Linked DNA regions of Mus musculus: region 1 is linked to region 2. A link is a contact called in public Hi-C data. All regions are on one chromosome and are shown on one strand. The core of a region is the stretch at or near the end of the contact, and the rest is flanking DNA. Distances in the headings are between cores, read along the strand shown. Region 1 overlaps Gm32461 (predicted gene, 32461). Region 2 has its middle 160 kb from the start of Gm32461.

The links. Hi-C and Micro-C count contacts between places; a contact is called where the count stands out from the background.
Region 1: a contact with region 2 is called in a Hi-C map of uterus, with 5 times the contacts expected there. The contact joins two enhancer-like sites. A contact is called at or near these places in 5 of 484 Hi-C or Micro-C datasets (the AML12 cell line, the Patski cell line, nephron progenitors and 2 more) and 1 of 115 datasets of contacts at active chromatin or transcription factors (kidney).

What each region holds. Positions count from the first base shown.
Region 1 is chr16:86,795,092-86,800,702 of GRCm38.p6, reverse strand. Gm32461 (predicted gene, 32461) reads left to right here. Exons shown (of 6, transcript NR_153789.1): 4 at 1,569-1,695. Among named protein-coding and RNA genes, the nearest start is that of Gm32461, 8.6 kb to the left of the region's middle. Within about 2 kb of position 3,377, at least 6 of the 459 cell types and tissues checked have an H3K27ac peak or open chromatin away from gene starts, as enhancers often do. A contact at or near this core is called in uterus, where this site is marked.
Region 2 is chr16:86,642,259-86,647,388 of GRCm38.p6, reverse strand. No RefSeq gene overlaps it. Among named protein-coding and RNA genes, the nearest start is that of Gm32461, 160 kb to the left of the region's middle. Within about 2 kb of position 2,373, at least 52 of the 459 cell types and tissues checked have an H3K27ac peak or open chromatin away from gene starts, as enhancers often do. A contact at or near this core is called in uterus, where this site is marked.

The sequences.
Region 1 (5,611 bases), core at 2,128-4,627, 150 kb before region 2:
GAAGTGAGTGAGAGAACAAAAAGTTCAAATACGTACATGACATAGTCCTAGTTTTTGGTGTTGGCAAGTTTGCAGAAATGTTTTCAGCAACTGTTGTATTATTCTGTTTTTATTTTTTCTAATGCAGCTGGTAACAAAAGTATGGTTACTTTTTCTCCATTTTAATATTGTAAGCATAAAAAGGCGTTTTGTGCAGAGACACTGCAGTAGTAGCATGCAAAAAATATAAATATCATTCTGGTCTGAGAGCTGTGAATCAATTTTTTTATTTGTTTACACCTTCATATCTGAAGTCAGAACTAAAGAAAGAACTGATGTAAGAGCTAAAAATACATTTTAGCACCCATCACTTGTGCCAGTGTGTTCATGCATCCATAAGCATGCTCACACGCAACAGCATGCCCTATGGATTGTTAATCAGTTTTACCTTTCAAGTGTGAGTAAAAGAGAGAGGAAACTAGCAACTAGAACATAACATGCATTAGGAGCAGTTCTCAAAGAACAGAGTGCTGTTATACATCAAATTTTCTTTTTATTCGGACATATTAAGTAACATCTTACCTTCCCAGTCTTTCCTTAGTACACATTTACTGCACTGCCTAGAGAATTTTGAAAATTCAGAAGACATTTGATCCTCTTAATAATAATTAATAATTATTAGTAATTCAATAATAATTACTTTTCAGGCTTGGTTATGTAAGAGCTGAACTGTCCTAGAATCTTTATAGAATAAATTATTATATTTATCTTGTAAAAGATTAGAAAATCTAGGAACAAGCACTTCTGAAGAAAATATCTTATTGTAATAATTTCTCAGGAAAATGTTTTATATAATCAATTAAAGTATCGTTGCATAACACACAACCATTGAAATTTAGAATAGCAGAGTATTAACTTCTTTTATGTACAATTTTATTTAATAATATCCTTTTATTCTTACAGTACTTAACATTATAAAACCCCAAATTTATATTAGGTGAATATTTTGAGTACAATGATGGATTGTATTATTTTTCTATGTAAAATTCTAATAATCAGATCTTCTTTAACAATTATAATTCGTATGAAGTATATAAGTTAAGAAAACCATATACAACTTAGCTGACACAGGTTGACTTGAAGAAATACCTTTGATAGAAATATATATACATATATATATGTATGTATATATACACATATATGTAAATTAATACATTTCTACTTAAAATTCTTTTGACATTAGGGACATTAAGTAATGCCAAATTAAAACTTTAATATATTTCAATATCTCCAATAGTGCTGTGATATAATAGGCACATGTAGCATCAAAGCCTTTAATAGAGTTTGAGTAACAGGGCAGCAGTGATTGATAAACAACAGACAATGAAGAATGGCTTTCCAATACTTCTACTGGGGTTGTTTAAGTGGCTTAATCTGAGATCTATTCATTTGTTGCCACTGTAGAGCTTATTGATTCAGTCTTGTAGGTAGACACAACAGAGTTTCGGAAGAGATGAGGTTTGAGGGAAGGAATGGAAGAATGCATGAAGGATGATGCCTTTCCTCCTCTCCACCTGTCTCATTTGCAGCAGTTTCCTTTGCTGTGATAAAACACCATCCCAAAAGCAACTAGGAGAGAAGGGTGTGTGTCATCTTACAGCTTGTAAACCATCATCCAGGAAAGGCAGGGAAGGAACTCAAGGCAGGTACCTAGAGGTAAGAGCTGAAGAATTGGTGATCATTTTTACTTATATCCTCCTGTTTCAATTTTTGTATGTCATATGTTTCTAAGACTTTTCCTATTTTTTCTAGATTTTCCAGGATTTGAAGGTCTGGGGTTGTTTCATACATTCTCAAACAACCCTCCTGATTTCATTGGAATCTCTCGTAAAAGTTCCTTTTCATTTAGATTTTTATTAAGCTGCGTCATTTCTCATCTTGGGTGTTATCTTAGTGTTACTTACTGTTATTGTGATAGAATACCATGATGATGAGTTTATTTTGATTAGGATTCCAGAGGCTTAGAGTCTCTAATGGAGCAGAAACCATGAAAATTGTTGGTAGGCATGGTTCTTAAAGATGATCTCCAAGGACATACTTCCTACAGCAGTGCTACATCACCTAAAGCTCTCTAAACAGTGCCATCTGCTGTGGATGAACTGTTCAAATTCCTGAGACCATGGGGACCTTTCTCATTCAAACCACATTTTATGAACCCGGACCTCATAGTTTTCAGGCCATATGATGATTAAGAAAGTCCAAATGCTAAAGTCTTCATAGCCTTTCATATTTAAAAATCTGAAGTCCAACGTCTCTTGTGAGACTCAAGGAACTCTCTTAATTAAAAGATTCTTTAAAATGCAAAAGCAAATTACATTCTTCCAACATATAATGGCACAAAACACACACACACACACACACACACACGCACATTGTGTGCGTGTATGGTAGTATATACTATTATATATTCTCTCTCTCTCTCTCTCTCTCTCTCTCTCTCTCTCTCTCTCCACTATTCCTAAAGGAAGGAATACAGCTTTTGGTTTCAGAATCCAGAACAAGGGGCAGAGGTGCATACTTTACATACCAAAACAGACCTGACCTCCATGTTCTCCCAGCATCCTGCAGTCCCTTCTTGGCATACTCTGCCCCCAATCCTGAACTTCCCAGTCCAGAGGCAGGGGTGTCCTTCCCACAGAGGCTCTGCCCTATATCATCCAGACATTTTGACACCCTGCTGTTTCTCTTCTTTCTCTCTCTCTCTCTCTCTCTCTCTCTTTCTCTCTCTCCTCTGCCTAAGTGTGCTGAGTGCATACACTTTCTTTCTCCTCTCAACCCATGGTGACATCCCTGGCCTTATCCTTGGGGCCATTGAACTCACCTACCTGAGAGCCACTCCTCCAAACAACTGCATTTAATATATTCTAACCTGGCTTGAATTGGCTCATTTCACCATCAGAGCATAATGAGAAAATACGGAACCAAATCAAGCTTAAAACCCAGCAGTGAAGACACCAAATCTTGTCAAAGAGCATAGATGGCCTTTACTTTACAGCTTTGTTGTCTGTAACACTGTAACATGTGTCTCTTGGGCTGGTACCATTCCCTGTACCCTGTTCTCCTTGGCTTCTATCCCATGGTTCTGCCATTTTCTATATCTTGGCACCTTTACTGCACCCTAGGCTTCACATTCACAGCTTCATAAATGGTGTTTGTGGTTCTCTAAAGCAACAGAGGAGGATTTAAAAACCCGTTTCCTCAGATCTTTCATGTCTATTAAACTATCATAATTTAAATAGGACTGCCAAATTTGGCTGTCAGCTAGGGGTACACCCTAACCCCCTTGAATCACATTAGCACCAGCTTTCTTGCAGCGTTCCCTGCAAGTGACACAGCCAGCAGAGAAAATGATCCTGGTGAGGTTAAGAAATGAAGCTCTGGTCAGTATGACTTCAGCCCACGCTAGGTCAAAAACTTCTGGAGTCTGACCAACTGGTTTATTTTTCTTAACATTTGAACACAGTTTAAAACTTTAGAGAAAAGTTTCCACTTGAAAATTATCATAGCAAACTTTATGTATGACTACAGTGAATCTCCTTTGCAATCTACACCTTTTTAGCAAAACAATTGTGACATTTACCATAAGAGTTGAGTTTTTATTAACAGAGAGAACAATGTTCAGGGAAGGGCCTAATGAAAAAGAATTTCTAGTAAGCAGAAAGATGGGTTCTATTGACCGAGAATGCCAAATTTATGGCACCTCTTTTTATAATAATGGGTTCCATTGCCCAACAAAGCTCAGGATCAGGGCCTAAACAATGTTCAGGATTTGGGAGGGATTCAGGTGAAGGCTGGCTCCATAAAAGAGCAAAAGATCACCAGGTTGTTAGACAACATCCACTCCAGCCTTCTGGGTATAAAGGTCTCATTTCCTTCCCTAGAAGGAAAAAGTCTCTGTGTTTAATTATTCTGCTTTCTGTAAGCTATGCTCTACACACTTTATCACATAGTTACTCTCTTAAGAGCAGAAAATATCTTTGGCTCTTTTATAAGATAGAAGTTTAGCTGGGTGAGTCTTTGCCTGAGGGTACCTTTCTTTATATTACAGTGAAGCAGAGGAAGGCTCTCCTAATGGAACTAATCTCTATATCTCTTTCAGCAAGTTTTGACTGCAGCATTATGGTTTTTTAATTCATTTTTTAATGTACATTTTTGTATTTATTTCTATTCCACTTGCCATTTTTCAATGTAAGCCTGCACAGGAGTTTTTAATAATAGCCATCACACAGACTCAGTATAATGTTGCTTTAAAAGTTAATATCAAGGGAGTAGAACACAACATCTGTTCCAGTTATCTGTTATCTGAGTAATTGGGACCAGCAGGATCCAGGGATGCAGGAACGACTTCCGACCAGTGGCTCAAGTTCCTTCTGGTTGTGCCAGTCTACCTTGGGCACTAACTTGGTAGAGGCCAGTCCCATAGCCCTAGAGGAGGCTCCATTACCAGGTGCCCTATCATGACCAGGACCTTAGGATACCAGCATCCCAGGATCCCAGGAGCTTGGTCACACCAGGATCTCAGGGTCTCAGAGGCAGCTTGACTCCCAGGAACTCTGATACACCCAGAATCTCAGGATCACAGTCACAGCTAGACTCTGAGGAGTTCTGACTCAACCAGAATTACAGGAAGGAAAGGCTTCAGTCAGATATAACAAGGGCAGGGAGCACTAGAGATAGTCAGATGGCAGGAAGCAAGCATAATAACAGAAGCAACAGAAACCAAGGTTACTTGGCATCATCAGAATCCAATTCTCCCACCATAGCAAGTCCTGGATCCACTATCACACTAGAACAGCAAGATTCGGTTCTGATCTGAAGTCACATCTCATGAGGATGATGGAGGACTTTAAGAAGGACATAAATAACTCCCTTAAATAAATACAGAGAACACAGATAAACAGCTAGAAGCTCTTAAAGAAGAAACATAAAAAACCCTTTTAAAGAATTACAGGAAAACAGGGGAAGGAAATGAACAAAACCATCCAAGATGTAAAAATGGAAAGAGAAACAAAGAAATCACAAAGGGAGACAACCTTGGAGTTAGAAAATCTAGGAAAGAGATCAGGAGTCATAGATGCAAGCATCACCAACAGAGTATAAGATATAGAAGAGAGAGAGTATCAGGGGCAGAAGATACCTTAGAAAACATTGACACAACAGTCAAAGAAAATGCAAAATGCAAAAGGCTCCTAACCAGAAACATCCAGGAAATCCAGGACACAATGAGAAGACCAAATATAAGGATAATAAGTATAGAAGAGAGGGAAGATTCCCATATTAAAGGGCCAGTAAATATCTTCAGCAAAATTATACATGAAAACTTCCCTAACTTAGAGAGATGCCCATGAACAAACAAGAAGCCTATAAAAATCCAAATAGGCTGGACCAGAAAAGAAATCCCTCCTGTCACATAATCAAAATACCAAATAATTCAATAAAGTCTATTAAAAAGCAGTCAGGAACAAAGGTAAAGTAACATATAAAGGCAGACCTATTAGAATTACACCAGACTTATCATCAGAGACTATGAAAGCCAGATGATCCTGGACAGATGTCATACAAACCCTAAGAG
Region 2 (5,130 bases), core at 1,124-3,623:
ACGTGCCAACCTTGCTTAAGATCAGCACTTAAATCGGTCAGCTATCTCATGCTGATAAATAACAGAGAGGCAGGCAGAGACTGCCTTTTAAAACTAAATAATCCCAAGAAGGCAAAAGTTGAGCCCTCCTGAATCGGATCCATGAACACCCATATGTGATTCCATCTGTTTGCCTGTCTATTCTTTTATGTTCAAACCTGCAGAAACACCAGATCCATTCCCATAAGTAATTTCAGTGACTAAAATATACATTATCGGGGTAAAAAAAAAAAAAAGCACCACACATGGAAGGCTAGGAGAGAGTCTATTTAAGTGGCAACCTCAAATGCCTTTACTATTTGTCTCTTTAGGGTGGAGAATCTTGGGTTAGGAACAAAGCCTGTTAGGCAGGGAGCTTAATAATCATCAACTTTCTCAAACCAAAGGACAAAACCACCACTGTAGTATTCTGATCTGTCAGCAGTCTCTCTTCTAGTTCATTCATCACGAGGTCCCTAGATTTAACAAGAACCCACTTCAAAGACCATGCATGGGAAACTCACCTCTTCAACAAAAGTCTTCTTTGAGCCTCTGCAGAGGGATTGCTTCTTTTACTCTTTATCCCAGAGGTGAATTTCATGTTTGCTGATACCATAATCTCTAGCAATAGACTTTGAAGTACTAAATAATTATTGTATATATGTTTCCCATTGCAAAGTTAACATGTTTCTAGTACTATCATAGTGTTGGTTTTTGTTTATAGTGAAAAAAACCCTGAATTTGAGAAACATAATGCATAATTTTGCTTATGTCACAGTAAAAAAGAATATTTAGGAATAACAGAACATTAAAAGATGGTGTTTAGGCATAGTGAGATGGTTCTTGCTGCCAAGACTGATAACTTGACTTTGATGCCAGGGGCTCACAGGGTGGGAAGAAGAGAGACCCAACTCAACAAGCTGTCCTCTGACCTCTTCGTGTGTGTTAAGGCATGTGCTCCACATACAATCACAAAGAAAATAAGGATAATAAATCACATGAACTTCCAAGCTCAGTTAGGGGACTGGAGAGATGGCTCAGAACTTATGAGCACTTAAACGCCTGCAGAGGACCCAGTTGGATTTGGTACCTAGCACCTATGCCAACTCTGACTCTAGAGGATCCAAGGTTCCCCTCTCCCCTCAAAGACTCCTGCAAACAGATAGTGTGTATATACATATATATATATATATATATATATATATATATATATATATATATATATATATATTCACTAGGTCACACATATTACATAAACAATGTTTTCAAAACTCTAGATAAAAACTCTGATGGAAAAATTCTAAAAAGTAGTGTTTATGATAATTTCCAGACTTCACAGAAAACACCTATGAGTGCTTTTCAGATTCTCTGCGGCATGTTGTGACGTATTTTCTCTGCTCTGGTTGTCACGTATTTTCTCTGTTGGCCTGCATCCATTTGTGAATACCCAGGGACAGTTTTTGATCTGAATACTTCTTTCTCTATTTCTAATTAGAATGACTCTTAATTTTACACATGCTAGGGTGGTTTTCATCACATGAAACTGAGGTAAATGACATTCTGTTTTATGGACGAAGGAACTAGAAGATGGTGTGATGGGCAGCCTCAGATCCCTCTGTAGGAACACAGGTTCAAGGGCAACAGCTTGTTTCCAGTCACTCATTCTCTGGGACCTTGTCTTTGACTGTTGGACTTCAGGTCCTTGCCTGCTTCTCCCAGCTCTGGTGTGCCAATCACTTGGACACAAGCATGTCATGTGCCACTTTGTATTGTCAGTCATGTAAGCTGACTCAAAGTTACTGGAAGCTCTTTCCAAATCTTATATCAGAGGATGAAAAACAAAGGGCATGCTTATGACTCAAAATCTAGAAATTGCTTGTTTATAACATTTTAGAAAGATCAAAACAGATGTACATAACACTTTTTTAAAAATCTAAAACAATAAAGCCAGTGATGTTATTGTGTGCATGCAGGTTATATAAAGCTTCTTTGTAGCCACAGAGGGTTTGTTGTGGCACAGAGTCGAAGAAACAGAACCAAAAGGATTTGTTCATTTTTGCATGTGATAATGATTACCAGAGTCACAGCCATCAGAAGTGAGTACTAACTACAGGCAAATAAAGTTTCACAAGCCCCAGTGAGCAGCGATTGCTTAACACAAAGACAGATTGCTGTGCTCTGACACATGGAGTGAGAAATATAAATGATCAAGAGTTCCCTCTTTCCAGACTTCAGAAGTGAGAGAGCTGTGTGTCACTCTTCCTTTTATGTTGAGACTGAGGACTCTCAACTAACATGGACTTTCTGGCACAAGATCATTTCCGTAAATATTCCAACTCCAACCACTAGATGTCATGCAGAGATCATAAAGTAAACCATCTTGGCTGCTTATTACATTAATCATGACCAGTTCTGTAACTTCAACATTTAAGGTAGTCTGGGGAAATGTCTGGTTGCTATTAAAGGTGCAGAACAGTAATGCTTTGTCTCATGTTATATTTGATGTTTGCAAACACTTTTGGCAAATATAAAAGACTCATCTTCAAGGTTACAAAAAGCTATTTCAAAAACATGAAAAATGCAGATTCTGGAGTTAAAACAATCTGAAAGTTTTCCAAATATAGAAATGTAGTATTATATGGTAAGAAACGGAATTCAAACAACTAGAATGAAGGTGTCCTAGAATTATTTTTAAAGATTTGGACCCAGGAAGCATTTGGATGAAAAATTGTGTTGGCCATGTGCTAAATGAGTAAATCTGGTATAACACTTAAGTTCTCTGAGTTAACTGTGAACAACTAAAATGGAGTGATTGTGAAAATTCAGTGAAGCACTGGACATAGGTCATTTGGAAGAGTTCTTGACATATTGTAGGTGTTCAGCCAATCATATTAATTGCTTCAATTATGCTTCCATCATGATGAAACTGCTGTATGACATAGTTATGGAAGTAGATTAGAAAACAGAATTTAGCAATGGAATGTGAACTTATAAACAAAATGAAATGTAAGGTTAGTCCTAAAAGATTGCTAGTTCTTCAGGAAGAAAGAAAATGAGACTCTAGACAAGGAGGATCTTTGAACATAACTTCAAAGGATAAAAAGGAAGTTTGACTCACTTGTTATGTGTTAGGAAGTGTTTGTTAAGCTGTGCTGCATACCAGATTCATCTAACCATATAGGGTATATTGCTTTTTAATATTACGTTGTAATTAGCTTACCAAGGGTCAGGTTTTCTTGTGGCTTTTTCTTGAGTCCAAAGTTTTGAAGCCATAGTTTACTATTGAAACTATAAGTTTATAAGTTTTGCATGGGGAAGCCCCAGAGAACCTCAGGACAATACCAGCAATGGCTACTGTTGTGGCTGATCACTGGAAACACATACTAACACCCTCTTGTTCTAGACATCACGTGCATTTGTCATAGGATATAGAGAACACAGGCTGGATCTGAGCTGGAAATTTCTTCCTCTTTGGCTAGCCCATCATAGTACCAAAGGATGCTATAAAGGCAGCTGGGGAAATTTCTATCTAAGCTAAAGAGCTTATAGTCTATAGTAGAAAAAACAAAACAAAACAAAACAAAACTGCTGTTGTTTTTGTGCTAAGTGGACATGATTTTCCCCTCCAAATATCATTCTAAATAATTATGTTTATTCCCAGAGATTAGTGCTGCCATCATCTTTGGATAAGGTGATGTATTTTCAGTGGGTAATGATTAGCAGCAAAGACCCATAACTGGCCAGAGTGCTGAAAATAAATGATGGTTAAAGGATTATTCATAACTGGGATGTCTATACCCACTCAGAGGCCCAATGAACATTGTGTAAGAGAGAAAGACTATACAGTAAAGACTATAAGAAGATGGATTTTATGCCATACTGGGTTTTATGCACAACAACTTTGTATTAACAAAACAATTTTGTGTGATCAAAATGTATTGCATACATTTGTGGAATTTACAATAAAATTGTAAACAAATAATATATTTTAATAAAATACAAGGAGAGAAGGCATGACTCTACTAACATTATGGTAGCGGATATAGTATTAAAACAACTATTAATGACCTATCATTATAATAGTAGATTAAGGCATTATTGAATCAACAATGGAGAAACTCCTAATTCTAGTAGAAGAAAATCAAGACAGAGACCCACAATGGTCAAAGTACAGAAGAAAAGAGAATTCAGAATGTCCATCTGTAAAGAGAACATATATCCATTACCTCTTCCAAAGGCTCAAGGCAACAGAGGATCTATTGGTAATTCTTAGTTGCTGGGAAAGGTTAGGCCAGTTTTCTCTATAAGTATAACCCACTGACAAATTGACCACTCTCCAATGGAAGACCGAACATCCAAGAATTTTCGGGTATCAAGTTGGCCTTGATGGTAAACAAGGAGGTGCCAAATAAGGTGGAAAGGGAGGGGGAATCATTTGGGGGAAAATAGTTATGATCACAACACATTGAATGAAGGAAGCTCTCGAAGTTTAACCAATGTGAAGTAAGGTCCCTGGTGGATTCCAAGCTCATCGATTGAAGGGGTGTTTTGCTGTATGGATGATATAAGTTCATAGAGTTCATTCTAAGAAAATTGGCATTTTTTTCTCCATGCAATAGTGATCTGGAAGGGCTACATCTTTAGAAACGTCATGTAGTTAGATACATATTTTTATCAAAGTTCCTTTGCTTTTCTTGTTCAGGTTGTATTTGAAAAGTTGATCATTCTTGAGGAGCTACTTAATTGATCACAATAATATGCTAGGGTATTGGGAAGAGGAATTGATCACAATAGCATGCTAGGGTATGGGAAGAGGAATCAGAAGTTGGCTTTGACACTGTGCTTTCTAGAAATATCAGAAGTTATACCTATGAAGACCAATATGTCTGTCTGAACATGAACTGATATATATGCTAGCAACACTAATAAGCATGCTAACATAAGGAGAGGGAAGCTCATAAGGCTTCACTCTACAAAAATAGACAACTAAACACGCTAAGTGAAGAAACACACACATACATACACACACACACATGCACTGCTCATAATTTTCTGGATAATGAAATCATAATTTCCCATCTTTATACAACCTTTGCTTACATCAAAAAAGGT